Linked DNA regions of Mus musculus: all the other regions are linked to region 3. The links are chromatin contacts, called in public HiChIP or PLAC-seq and promoter capture Hi-C maps. All regions are on one chromosome and are shown on one strand. Each heading gives the region's core, a stretch centred on a gene start, on an enhancer-like site or on the middle of the called end of the contact. The rest is flanking DNA. Distances are from core to core; before and after follow the strand shown.

Evidence for each region. Promoter capture Hi-C pulls out the DNA fragments that hold promoters and counts their contacts. HiChIP or PLAC-seq counts read pairs in DNA pulled down with a chosen protein or histone mark.
Region 1: a contact with region 3 is called in a FOXA1 HiChIP or PLAC-seq map of pancreatic cancer cells. The contact joins the promoter of Vgll4 here to the promoter of Pparg in region 3. A contact is called at or near these places in 4 of 39 promoter capture datasets (the 3T3-L1 cell line, 3T3-L1-derived adipocytes, embryonic stem cells and 1 more), 2 of 484 Hi-C or Micro-C datasets (the N1E-115 cell line and pancreatic cancer cells) and 1 of 115 datasets of contacts at active chromatin or transcription factors (pancreatic cancer cells).
Region 2: a contact with region 3 is called in a promoter capture Hi-C map of stem cell-derived epiblast-like cells, with 6 times the contacts expected there. The contact joins the promoter of Cand2 here to the promoter of Pparg in region 3. A contact is called at or near these places in 9 of 39 promoter capture datasets (the 3T3-L1 cell line, cranial neural crest, embryonic stem cells and 6 more) and 1 of 115 datasets of contacts at active chromatin or transcription factors (pancreatic cancer cells).

The regions. Positions count from the first base shown.
Region 1 is chr6:114,919,984-114,924,798 of GRCm38.p6, reverse strand. Vgll4 (vestigial like family member 4) reads left to right here and starts at 2,978. Exons shown (of 5, transcript NM_177683.3): 1 at 2,978-3,482. The coding sequence starts at 3,401.
Region 2 is chr6:115,771,918-115,776,254 of GRCm38.p6, reverse strand. It overlaps Cand2 (cullin-associated and neddylation-dissociated 2 (putative)), which reads right to left and starts at 1,698. Exons shown (of 15, transcript NM_025958.2): 1 at 1,577-1,698. The coding sequence starts at 1,644. It overlaps Mir7660 (microRNA 7660), which reads right to left and starts at 598; the gene lies at 536-598.
Region 3 is chr6:115,359,964-115,364,762 of GRCm38.p6, reverse strand. Pparg (peroxisome proliferator activated receptor gamma) reads right to left here and starts at 2,414. Exons shown (of 8, transcript NM_001308354.1): 1 at 2,346-2,414.

The DNA of each region.
Region 1 (4,815 bases), core at 1,729-4,228, 440 kb after region 3:
GTGAGACTTATACTGACTACAGCTGGGCCTTGGTTTTCGTCTTTTCCACATGTAGTTTACTTTGGTCATCTGATACTAGTATGTGACATAATCTGTGACTAGCAAGAACACACACACACACACACACACACACACACACACACACACACACACATCCCATATAGACATTCACCTCTGCAGCTCTGAACGTTCATAGCTCCCTGTCAACTTTGTGTTTTAAGTCAGGTGCTTCCATCGTGGTCCTTTGAAGGTCTTGTTAATTGCTTAGAATTGTACTGCCTTTAGTTACTAAGCTTTAAAGACACTGCAGTTGGATGTGGTGGCCCACGGTTGTAGTCTTTTTTTTTTTCTTTCCATTTTTTATTAGGTATTTAGCTCATTTACATTTCCAATGCTATACCAAAAGTCCCCCATACCCACCCACCCCCACTCCCCTACCCACCCACTCCCCCTTTTTGGCCCTGGCGTTCCCCTGTTCTGGGGCATATAAAGTTTGTGTGTCCAATGGGCCTCTCTTTCCAGTGATGGCCGACTAGGCCATCTTTTGATACATATGCAGCTAGAGTCAAGAGCTCCGGGGTACTGGTTAGTTCATAATGTTGATCCACCTATAGGGTTGCAGATCCCTTTAGCTCCTTGGGTACTTTCTCTAGCTCCTCCATTGGGAGCCCTGTGATCCATCCATTAGCTGACTGTGGGGGTTGTAGTCTTGATATCAGCAATGCAGAGGCAGGTGAATCATGAGTTTAAGCCAACCTTGACTATAAAGCGAGACCCAGTCTTAAAAACAAAATCACCATCACCAACAAGATGCATAGGAGCTGAAGGGACAACAGAGTGGTTTGTAACACGTTCTGCTCTTACGGAGGATCCTAGTTCCGTTCCCAGCTGCCACATTGGGCAGCTCATCGCTGTCTGTAACTCTAGCTCCAGGGGTTCCAAGAACTCTTCTGGACTCTGTAGGTACCTGCGTCACATGCACAGCCTCCACTCTATACACATAATTAAAAATAAAAATAGCTCTTTAAAAAAAGGACATATATCTTCCCAGGGATTATTATCTTGCCTTTTCACTTTAAAGTGGAGAGCTTCCTCCTTCACCTTCATTGCATCAGGAAAACACCCCTCGTGGGTTGATGAGCATTGTGGAGAAATATGAAAACAGCCAGCCATTTAAAGCTGAGCGTGTCTGAGCAGGCATGGTGGCACACAGCTTTAATCCCTGCACTGGATGGGCAGAGGCAGGCGGATCTCTGTGAGTCTGAGGTCAGTCACATCTACATAGTGAGTTCCAGGACAGCCAGGGCTTTAAAGTGAGACCCCATCTTTGGGGGGGGGGGGGACACGGAAGCTGAGCATGTCTGCGTCTGACTTTGGGGGGAGTTTGTTCTTTCCGTTTACCACATAGGTCCCTGGGATTGAGCTTGGTGTCCCCTTGCCTACAAACCATCATATTTGATGTTGAGTCATGGAGGAGAAGTTGCTAAGCGTTTTGTGTGTACCCCTCCATCTGTAGGGGATTGCTTCAATCTTAAAATAAGTGACTGTAATGAAGTCTTGGGAAGGTGTGACAGAGCTGACAGTAGCCCAGAGAGGTCTTGGAACTTGTGGCAGTTCCTCTCCCTCGGATTCCGACTGCTAGAATTACAGGCTGGTGCCACTCTGCCAGGCTGCAGCAGAGTCACTTAGAGCAGGTCTTTTCCTTTCTTCCATGATGCTGATGAAGCTCAGCACTGCTCTGGATTTGAACTTGGAACATTTTTAAAGTTTCCATGATTGGTCACAACCTCCCAGATGAGTTTGGAAAACAGATTTTTAAAAAGTATTTTTTTTTTTTTGTACATTTTTTTTTTCCAATGTCTGTGTGTCATTGCATGCGGTACCCATGGAGGCCAGAAGAGGGAGTCAGGTTCCATGGAAATAGAGTTACAGGTGCTTATGAGTGCTGGGTACTGAACTCAAGTGTTCTGCAAAAGTGGCCAGTGCTCGGAACCACCTCTCCAGCCAGCTCCCCACTCCCCCGTTTGTGTGTGTGTGTGTGTGTGTTTGTGTGTGTGTGTGTGTGTGAGAGAGAGAGAGAGAGAGAGAGAGAGACAGAGACAGAGAGACAGAGAGACAGAGAGAGAGCGAGAGAGAGAGACAGACAGACACAGAGAGAGAGAGAGAGAGAGAGAGAGAGAGAGAGAGAGAGAGAGGGAGGGAGAGAGGGAGAGAGAGACCTGTAGGCCACTCACTTGTCCCCAGATCTGTTTACTCTTCTGAGGACGGATTTGCCTCTGGTGTCCTGTCCATCTGTACAGCTACAGAGTTTAGGAAGGAAGTTACATGTAACATTGACTTTGAAAATGTAAACACTCGGGCTGGAGAGATGGCTCAGCGGTTAAGAGCACTGATTGTTCTTCCAGAGGTCCTGAGTTCAAATCCCAGCAACCACATGGTGGCTCACAACCACCCATAATGAGACCTGAAGACAGCTACAATGTACTTACATATAATAAATAAATAAATAAAATCTTTAAAAAAAAAAAAAAAAAAAAAAAAAAAAGAAAATGTAAACACTCGCTGTGTCCCTGGACTTAATAAACCCATCTTACAAAGAAACAAAGAAACCTTGTACCAAACAGAGCACACCCCTGTGGAAGCCCTGGATTCCCAGCCCTTGCAACGAAGTCACGGAAAGTTAAATTCCCTGTACTTTGCTTCCACAGCAGATTTTCTTTTTTAAACTTTGTGCTTAGCCTCCCCCACAAACAAAACACCCACAAACTTGCTGGGGTTTACTTCCTCGGCCTCTGCCTCTGCCGGCCTCTGGCTCCGGGGAGGAAAGGCTCTCCTCACCCCCTGTGCCTCACTGCCCCCGCCTCTTTCTGCTTCCTGCTAATTCTGCAGCGCCTGGAGCCTGAGCCGAGGCTCCAGTGAGCATGCTCACAGCAGCCCTCTACCCCCTCCCAAAAGCAGAGGAAGCTGGTTTACATACGAGTCATACCAAGCATAGCCCGCATGTCAGTGCAGTCAGCTTGCAGCGGGCTGTGAGGGAGAGTGCCTTTGTCCTGAGAAATGTGCTTTGTGTTTTTCTTTTTTACTGCTTTCTTTTTAAACCCCCAAGACGGGCTCGAGAAGTCTTCTGAAATGATTTTTTAAAGCCGAATAGAAGACACAATCAGACACCTTCCACAAGCCCTTGACGGGTTTTGTTTGAGTCTGATTTTTGTGTGTGTGTGTGTGTGTGTATGATTTTTAAAAACCTTTTACATACTTTGTTTTGATCTCCTGAGGCTGGGCCTCTGTCTTCCTGAAGTTTTAGGAGAGCCTGGAGCTACTCAGCTAAGACTGAATTTTGAAACTTTCTCTTTGGGGGTGAAAGCAAAGAACTGTTTTTCTTTGCTAGCCGGACAGATAAATGCTGTTTATGAAGATGGACCTGTTGAACTACCAATACTTGGACAAGATGAACAACAATATCGGCGTTCTGTGCTATGAAGGTAGATGTTCTAGAATGTACTCTTTGCTTTTGTGATGGCCACTCCTCCTTTGGAGGGGGGCTTTGACTGGCTTATGAACATTTTCTTGTCTTTCTTGTGATGGTGGAGCGAGTGGAAAGAGAGTTGTGTACCATTTCAGGACAGTTCGCTTTTGCCCGGCAGGAGGGTGGCAGCCGGGGAGGGCTGGAGGAGACACGCTGTTAAAAGTTTACTTGTGATGTACTAGCAAGGTCTGACAAGATCGTTACATTATAAGTGATTTTTCTCTTTTGATTTTGTTGGCATTTTATGCATAAGTAGGAATTTACAGAAGTAAGGAGAAGTTAAACATGTGGGTGCTGGAGTAGAGGGGAGGGGCCTTGGGACTTATTTTTAAACGTATCACCGTGTACAGTGTTCGGTGTGGACCCTTGCTCTGAATTTCATGTGGTAGAGGAACAACAGCAGAAAGCCACAGTAAGTTGTTGTTTTCCTGAGCCATTGTCTCAGGCATCAAGGGGTTTTTTTCCTGTGAGGTTTGTGGGACTGGCAGGGCCTGGTGTCAGGGAGCCCAGGCCGGGCTCTTTGTCTGCCGCCCCATTTCCTGTGCAGAGAGCTGACAGTGAGACAGGCTCCCTCCAACCCCAGTCCCTGGCAATTACACCATAAGCAGCCGGAAGGCTGAAGAAAGTGGAAAATACCCCCACCCCTAGATTTGCCCATCACCTCCCCTTCCCCTGGGCACTCCCTGTAGTAAGTTAAGCTTCTCTGGAGAAAACCCCAATCCCATCTTTTGGAATCTTACCTACGTGCGATTTGAGACCAGGGTAATGGGGCTGAGTTGTGGCACTGGCCGGGCAGGGAGAGACCTGGGGCTGCCGGGAGTCTTTCCTGGTGTCTTCCTGCTGTGGGCAGCAGGCTCTGGGGTCTCTCACCTAGTAATCCTAGAGAGTTGTCTGCTTTGTCTTGAACAGAAGTTAAAAGAGGGAGCAGAGTTGGTTGTGTTCGTGTAAAAGTTTAAGATCTGCTTCTTAAGTTGTTGAAAACATACCCTTTCTCTCTCAAGCCTGCTTTAAAATTAACTTTATGGGGGAAAAATCTCATTTAAAGGGGTTTTGTTGTTGTTTTGCCTTTTTAAAAATAAGATATCACTTTACTTTGACAAGTTTCCTCTACATATAAAAAGCACCTCAGCTTCTCAGCTTCCAAACCCTCTCGTCTCAAAGGCTGGATTCTCCAGAAGCCACCAGACGCGATTTCTGCTGGGATTCATGCATTGTCTTTAAAAAAAAAAAAAAAAAAAGAAAAGAAAAAAAGAATCCACATCGAAAGCTCAAAACTTTTAATGTGATTT
Region 2 (4,337 bases), core at 449-2,948, 410 kb before region 3:
AAATAAAACTGAGAACCAAGGCTGGCTGTCCCTTGCCTGGAACCCCAGTCAGACATTCCCCGCTGGGAACCATAAGCCATGGTCTCCTGCCATGTTGAGAGGCAGCACCATAGGACACTGGGACACATGGTGCCTGGACAGCTGGTGGGGGGCGGGGGTTGGGAGGAGGCTCAGGCTCTTGGTATTCAGACTTTTAAAAATAGAAACCATTCTCATATGCTCAGGGTGGTTTTAGGTGTCCTCAACGCTGCTGGCAGGGACAGATTTAAAGGGCTTCTCAGGCCCTGAGTGATAGAGCCAACTCCCTGATAGGCCCAGGAGTCATTCCCTCAACTCTGGCAGGCCATGTGACTTTGAGTAAGTCAAAGCCCCCTCCAGACTTCTGGAGAACAGAAAGAACTTGGGCCCAAAGAACAAAGAACAGTCTACCAGGACCTGCCCCGTTTCCCTGCACAGAGTCAGGACAACCATTCACAAAGCACTTACCTGCTACCTAAAGCACAAACAGCTAAGCTAAGGCTCAGAGGGCATGGAGTACTTTGCCCATCACTTACAGATCTAGTTAGTGATGGTTGCCGAGATCTGAAGCCAGGGCAAAGGATCCCAAGCCCTACTACCACTGTGGGGCTTAGGGCTGCACAGAGATTTTTGAGGACTGTATTTACAGGACACGGAAAAGGTCAGACCACACAAATAGGCTTCTGGCCCCTCCGGACTGGCTAGATTGGGAATCCCACTGACACCTCCAACTCTGCTTGGCCCTACCGTTAGCATTGTATCCAGGCCCTTCATGTCCCTGAACCTAATTTTCCCTGTTTGTAATCGGAGGGATAACTACTGTGACAGAAGACTCAGAATGGTGCACTGTCCTGTTGACTTGAGGGTCCACAACTGACCAACAACCCCTTTTTATCACTGAACCTCAGTTTCCCCTGCAAGAGGGGCTGCATCAGATATTCCCATTCCTCTTGCCAACTCTGTTCCTGTGTTTCTGTGGTGTTTGGAGAGGAGGATAGGAGAAAAAGAATGGGGGAGAGAGATAGCCCTCACCCCAACCTTTGCTTCCTGCTCTAAACCATCTTGGGAGAGGAGGGGAATAAGGAAGATGGGGTGGTGATGAGGGGCCAGGGAGAAAAGGCACGGGATGAAAAGAAAGAGATGAAAGAAAAGTAAAGTTTGTTAGGGTTAGGAGACCCGGTAGGGGTACAGGGTGCGGGGGATGGGGTAACCTAGAGACCGGGCAGAAGTGTGGGTCTCGGAAGATAGCCTTGGATGGAGGTTGTGCAGGGAAGCGGCCTGTTTCAATGAGGGTCAGAAGAGGACTGCACTGGGTTCCAAAGAGAGGCCGACGGGGACTTCACTGGAGAGCCTGGGGGGCGCCCAGTGTTGGGGACTTGAGAGGCCAGCACAGCAAAGGCGGGAAGAGGCTGGGGGCGGGGCTGCAGGCCCAGCCAGGCCCAGGCGAAGAGGCCGGGGGCTCCCACAGGGGTCCGCAGGGGGGGGGCAGGGGAGCAGAGGGGCGGCCGGGACAGGCTGAGACCCCTGAAAACGAGTCCCGAGCCCCCACAGGGCGCACCTGAAGTCTTTGTCGCTGGACGTCATCTTCTCCAGCAGGCTGGAGATGTAGAAGGCACCGGTACTCATGCTGGCTGCGCCGCGGGGTTGCGGGTCGAATCGAATATGGCGGCGCGGCCTCCCCTCCCCTCCACCACGCCCCCTCCCCCACCGGCCACGCCCCTTCTCTCTCTCTCTCTCTCTCTCTCTCTCTCTCTCTCTCTCTCTCTCTCTCTCTCTCTCTCTCTCTCTCTCTCTCTCTCTCTCTCTCTCTCTCTCTCTCTCTCTCTCTCTCTCTCTCTCTCTCTCTCTCTCTCTCTCTCTCTCTCTCTCTCTCTCTCTCTCTCTCTCTCTCCCCTCCTGTCCCGAGCAGGACTGAAGTAACGGGCCTGGCCCCCTCTCCTGGACAGCTCTGCTCAGCATGGGCACCAGCAGCTCACCACCCGGCCCTGACCACGCCTTCTCCCGATTGTGCCTTGAAGACCCCTTGACTTTGCTCTCTCAATGGCACTCATGCAAACAGGGACATGGGATGGCAATTCCAGATTCTACCAGGTTCCACACAGCCAAAGAACCTGAGATGAATTAAGGACGGACTTCAGGTTCCCAAAGCCGAGAGCAATAGCTGTTCCCTAAAGTTGATCACAGTTTTCCCCAGTTAGGAGGTGTGTGTGTGTGTGTGTGTGTGTGTGTGCGCGCGCGCGCGCGTAGATCTTTAGGGGGACTCTTTAAACTGGAAAGGAAGTGTCGCTTCAAATCTCTGCTACCTAGCTTGGGGAGTCACACAACCTCTGCTGGCTATTTTTAGTTACTCAAAGGAATAAAAGAAACCTTTATCTTTCTTGCTTTGTTTTGTTTTTTCTTTTTTGTTTTTGTTTTTGTTTTTTGAGACAAGGTTTCTCTGTATAGTAATTGCTGCCCTGAAACTCACTTTGTAGACCAGGCTAGCCTCAAACTCAGAGACCTGCCTGCCTCTTTCTCCCAGGTATTGAGATTAAAGGCATGCACCAAGACCCTGGTTAAGAAAGTTTTATCTTAAATGTATTAAAATTTCTGTTTTGGTTCTTCTCTACCACAGAGCCACACCCTCAGGTTGGTAAAAGGAAATCTAGGGGGCTGGGGTGTCTCATACCTGCAATTCCAGAACTTGGCAGGTGAAGGCAGGAAGGCAGGAGGATCAAAATTTCAACCTTGGCTACATAGATCCTGTCTTTAGAAAAAAAGATAAAGAAAGGAAGGATTTAAATGAGACATCTGCTACATCTTTGATTTCCGACTCCTAATCCAACTTCTCTTCCTCTAGATGACTGAACAGTGGCTACAAAGTCCCAAGCCTTGGAGGCTAGGGACCTCTACATTTCTCCTAGTCTTCTTGCTCCTGTCTCGCTCACACCTATGTGGCCATCCCAGAAGAAAGTCATTGTTTCATGAATGAGAAGGGGAGACAGCCCTTCAGGGGACTGTGAATACTCCCAGGGAGAAATATAGCAATCACTTGGCACCTTAGGCAGTTATTTAGTAAATGACAGTGGAGACAAAATTGGAATTTTTTACATTTTATCATTATTATTTATTTGTATTTTGTATCTAGGAGTTTCTTGCTCACATACACATATGTATATGTGTGTGTATATATATATATATATATATATATATATATATATATATATATGTGTGTGTGTGTGTGTATGTATGTATGCGTATGTATATATGTATATATATGTGTGTATATATGTATGTGTGTATATGTATATGTATATATATGTGTGTGTATATATATATGTGTGTGTATATATATATATGTGTGTGTATATATATATATATATATATATATATATATATTGCAGTACCCATGAAGGACAGAAGAGGGCAATAGACTCCAAGAAACTGTAGTTACCCACTGTTGTGAGCTGTCACATGCATACTGGGACCCCAGGACCTGTGCAAGAGCAATAAATGGTTTTAACTACTGAGCCATCTCTCCAGCCCCCTTTTTCATTTTTTATAACAATAGACTGATTTGGGTAAAGGTTGCTATTTCACTCCTCTGGTAAACCCTGTTTACAGTTCAGAGTTTCAGATCTTACTCCTTGAGCACTTAGTGGGACTCTGGAAGCCTGCATGTGTTGAATGAAAGCATGCGTTTTCTAACTGTAGAGTGCATCATCTTACATTGGATTTGTATTCCAATCAAACTTTTTAAAGTAATTTAAAGGTTTGTCTTATTTTATGTATATGAATGTTTAGCTTGCATGTATGTCTGTGTACCATGTGAATGCAGTACCCGAAGAGGCCAGAGGAGGGCGTCAGATCCCCTGGAACTAGAGTTATAGACGGTTGTGAACCACCATGTGGGTGCTGAGAATTGAACCCAGGTCCTCTGCAAGAGTAACAAGTGCTCAGGGCTGGCGAGATGGCTCAGTGGGTAAGAGCACTGACTGTTCTTCTGAAGGTCCTGAGTTCAAATTCCAGTAACCACATGGTGGCTCACAACCACCCGTAATGAGATTTGATGCCCTCTTCTGGTGTGTTTGAAGTCAGCTACAGTGTACTTATGTAAAATAATAAATAAATCTCTGGGCCTGAGCAAGCAGGGTTGACCGGTGTGAGCAGAGGTCCTAAAATTCAATTCCCAACAACCACATAGAAGGCTCACAACCATCTGTACAGCTACAGTGTACTCTCATACATAAAATAAATTAATAAATAAATCTTTTTTTAAAAGAAGAATAACAAGTGCTCTAAACCACTGAGCCATCCTTCTACCCATAATTAATTAACTA
Region 3 (4,799 bases), core at 1,165-3,664:
TAAATGCAGTTGTGCTGGATAATTTATTAAATTTAATATATATAATTTAAAATAGATAATGTATAACTCTCAAAAACCTCCCCCTGTATTGTGAGAAAATTACAAGAAATGAACAAAAACCACCTTAGGGGAAAAAAAATTAATTTTTTTTTTAAAAAACCTCATATGCTATGAAACTAACTAATATATAGTATTTGAGGCTCCCTTGGTATTGAGACCAACATTTAACTGGCCTTGCTTTTTTTTTGGTCAACTTAATTCTGTTTCTAGTGACCTTTGTAAGCAATCATGCCGCTGCCCTTTTTGCTGTATTTAGGCGTTAAGAAAGTGAAGTTAAGTAATGGATAACAGGGAAATTTGCCACAAAAATAAGAAAAACAAGAAAGAAATTCACTTTGACAATTTGTGGGTTGTGCATATGTTTAAAATTACATACTATTGACTTAAATCAAATTGTCTTGACTAGTGTAGTATTTTTTTAAATCTTCTACCAATATTTACTTAGTGGAATCCTATGAAAGCAAAAAAAAAAATTCTTCCAGTATTTTTGCCTCACTTTATGACACAGAGAATATTTCCAAGTCCACATGACAATAAATTTAGCAGAAAGACACAAATTAGAATGGCCAACATGTCTTGCCATACGCACCGGGCACCTACAGACCCTGTGAAAGCTGTGAAAATATTCAGACTTTTGGGTAAATTATTTTAACAAAATTTTTATGTAAGTTTCCTTCTATTAGCAACCACTTCATAATTTGAAAAGTAAGTTAAATACATTGCTGATCCTTATACATGTTTTCACAGTGCCTTTACATATTCCCCACACAGAAGGATCTTGACAAGACTGATGGAATATTCTTTTCAGAGACTTAAAAGTAAAAAAAATCATTTATTTAAATATGTAAAACTTACTAACTGAAATCAGTCACTTGCATAATCCATTTCTACGTCAAAAATTTAAAGTCATGCTTTTCATATATGAATTTTAAATGTCATAGGGATTTTGAAACTAAAGATATGATTTTTTTTAAAGTGTAATTTGCCCTTTTCTGTTAAAGTGATTCTGAAAGATGTAGTGACATGAATGTTAGGAAAACCAGCTCCTTTAAAGGAAATATACTTAATTATTAAAAAATAGTTATCACAAAAAATATCAAAGTAGTCTTAAGTATTGATGTGTATAATGTTTCCAGGTCTTTTAGTTCTAATGTGTTTAGAAGAACTTATAATCTTTGAAATATAAAAGACCGAGGAAACAGCATCAAAAAACTCTTCGGCCTAGAGGCATCAAGAACTTCAGACTTCACCGGCGCCATTGTTCTTCAACAGTTTGAAGAGTTTGAAACTTTTACATATGAAAAAGATTTTTTTCCTTAAAAAGAAAACTGTCAACAATCTTTTCCCTTCTAGTGAGCTGCAAAAGCGTGAGGTGACCACCAGTTGCTCCTTAGATCTTCTCACTGAAGATATAGTTCTCAGCAAATTAAATATGAAGTAGCACTGGAGTGAGCAAATTTACACAAAACACACAGTAAAATAAAAATCGAGGGCTTTATAATATGTTTCACTCCAACTAAGGCATGACACTGAGTTAAAATGTTCATATATTAAAATTAATATTTCGGACATTTACTTTAGAGCAAATGTGGTTGAAGATAAGACAACAGAGAACTTATTTTAAAGTTGAAACCCAATCTTCTGAAATGCTGCTCCAAATGCTCGTAGTATCTATGAGTGCTTCTGTCAAACTTGCAAGAGAACTATCTCTTTGAGTAGTCATAGCGTATATCCGTTCCTACCCTAGCCAGGTTTTAAATCACAGAGCACCTGGAGTTAGTTACATTTTTAGTCAGCAATTGATCACTTAGCTATGGACGACAGGAAGACTCCCACAGAGCACCTGATATCTTTGGAAGACCTGCCCAAGTCCAAGACTAAGTTATTCATTTAATAACTCCAGTTAACAATTTGCTTCGTGCATGATAATAAAGAGTTGACATTACAATAATGAACTCCAAATCAAGAGGCTTTCCAACTGTTAGCTATCCTACAACTTGGTTCATCTGGTTTTGTTTTCAAATGATCATTTAATTTTACATTTTTGTCCTTCATCCTGCTAAAAAGGGACACCTTTTAGCCTCTTCCTCACAGAAAACTTAACTTTTCTTTTTTCCCTTCTGAAATAAATGGCACGACCTCCCCCCTATTAGCATCAGAAGCAAAGCAGATTCTTAACAGTACAAGAACACAGCCAGACCATCCTGATGTGTAAGAACTTGGGGGCAGTTTGGCCACTTCACTACACACACCAACAAAAACGTGATGACGATGGGGCCACTCACCTACTCAATGGGAGTTAAGAAGAATTTAGCGCTGCAGCCTTCAGATCCCCAGCAGAGGTCCAGGCCCCTTCTTGACCTCCTCGCGTCCCTTATATAAAAGCAGCCCAGGCTACTCCCAGTTTCTGCCTCCTCACCTTAGGCTCCTCCCCAATCCCAAGCCATAAAGCACCGGGAGCCACACACCCACCTTCCGCCCCCAGCACGAGGGCTGCCTACTCCCGTGAGCCGGGCCCTGTGCTCGCCCCCTGCTTAGATTGAAGAGGGGCACTGGCGGGGCGGGGCCTTGGCGACAGTGACCCCGCTTTCCTCACACCTGGTGAGCCCCGGGCAGGGGGCCGTGGGCCAAATCGCCTCCGTGATCACGGGCGCATCCTCCTCCCCACCCTCCGACCCCTAGAGCCTCAGGGCGACCGGTGGCTGCTGGCGAGCCCCTCTCTAAATCTGTCACCAGGATCCGCACAATGCGGTCCCCAACGCGGTAGTTCTGGAGACCTGGCTTTCCTGTCAGGGTCTGGAACAGGGGCAACCCTGTTCCGCGCTCACACACATGCCTGCCTGCGCACCCTCTCAGGGAAGCACTGTGGCCCTCCGCACCGTGCCGGTGCCCCTCACGAGGACAGTCACCCTGTCAGTCACACTCGGCTCTCCAGGAGGGTGACCGGTCCTCAGCCGAGACCCCTCACTCTGTCCCTGAGTCCGCGACCCCGCCCCGCTATCACTCTCTCGCTCTTCTCTTGTGTGACTTCTCCTCAGCCCGCGCGATCCCCTCAGACCCAGACTCTGTCACCTTGTCTGTCACATTCGGTCCTGTCAAGAGTTTGCCTTCTCCTCAGCCGGGGTCCCTTGAGTCAAGATTCTGTCACTTGGTCACTCTCCGTCCTGTCGGAGTGTGGCTTTCCAGCCCGTATCCCCTCTAGTCGAGACAGGGTTAGGCTGTCAGTTACGCAGCCCTGTCAGAATGTGACTTCTCATCCCGAGTCCCCTCAGCGGAGACCCAGTCACCTAGCCAGTCAGATCCAGACCCCACAAGCCGAGACCCCCCCTCACCTTGTCTGTCACACAGTCCTGTCAGAACGTGACTTCTCAGCCCGCGTCCCCTCAACCGAGACCCCGTCAGGCTGTTGGTCTCACAGGCTCCTGTCAGAGTGTGACTTCTCCTCAGCCCGTCCCCTCAGCCCGGTCACCTTGTCGTCACACTCGGTCCCCTCAGGCTGCGCGCGACCCAATACCCCAGCGCAGCGCCCCAGGTCTCTTCTTCCGCGTCCCTCCGGCGGGCCGCGTGGCCCGGGGCGACTCTGACCTGAGGCGGCGGCTTGGCGGGTGCTGTGCGTCGGTGAGGCCGACCCGACCCGAGCGCCCCAGGCGGCTGCCGCTCTGAGTGCGACGGGCCCCGCCTGGCCGGCCGCGGACCGGAGGAGCCGAGCCGAGCCACCCGGCCGGACCGGGGGCGGTGCCCAGGGTGAGGCCGGAGGCCCCGCGCCCGCACCCGGAGGCCGGCGCCCACGAGGCCCGCGTGGCCCTCCCGCGCCCGGCGCCGTGCGCTGGTTACCTGGCCGCCTTGCTCCTCACAGCCGCTGGGAGGCGACCCAGGAAGGTCCCGTGTCCCTCAGACCGATGTCCATGTCCATGTCTGTCATGGAGAAGTTTGTTTTTTTCCTAGATGTGCTTTTCATCTCTCTCTCTATATATATACCATATATATTTATATATCATACATAACATATATTTATATATCATATATATGATATATGATATATAATAGATACACACCCATATATATATTTATATGAATTAAGTGAATTTAGGATCTCCCTTTTTTCTTTTTTTCTTTTTATTTTTAATCTCAGTTTTATTTTTATTTTTAATCTCAGAATGTTATGAAGGCGAATGCCTTAATCAACAGACTTTAGTGCTAATCATTTAATTTCCTTTTAAAAAACAATTGTGTGTGTATGCACGTGAACGGAGGGAGAGGTGTGGGCTCCCCTGGAGCTGGAGTTACAGGTGGTTGGTGCTGGGAACCGAACAAGGGTCCTCTGGAAGAACACAAAGTGTTCCTAACCGCTGAGCAATCTCTCCTGCCTTCAAACTATTTGTTAACCTTGTTCACTGGCTTTTTAAAATTCTTTAGCACCATTTCTTACATAGGAGACCTTACACATAGGGTGGAGAGGGCCTGAGAATCTCTTGTTTTTAAGTTAGACTATTGGAGCTTCTTGCCTCGGGAGCCTGAAGCCCACATGATAGACAGTTCCTTTTCTTGCACTCTTTCAGCTCTCACAGTCATGATCTGTCCTAAAGATTCACATTCAGAAAGCTTGCAGTGTCCAGGACACCAAAGGCCGTTCTTTTATCCTTTTCCAATCGTAATGATGAAGACCTTGCTCTATGTTTTGCTCTCCTTTAGGAGGCACTGGCCTCTGGAAATTTATAATTATGCTTCTTGCTCAAGAT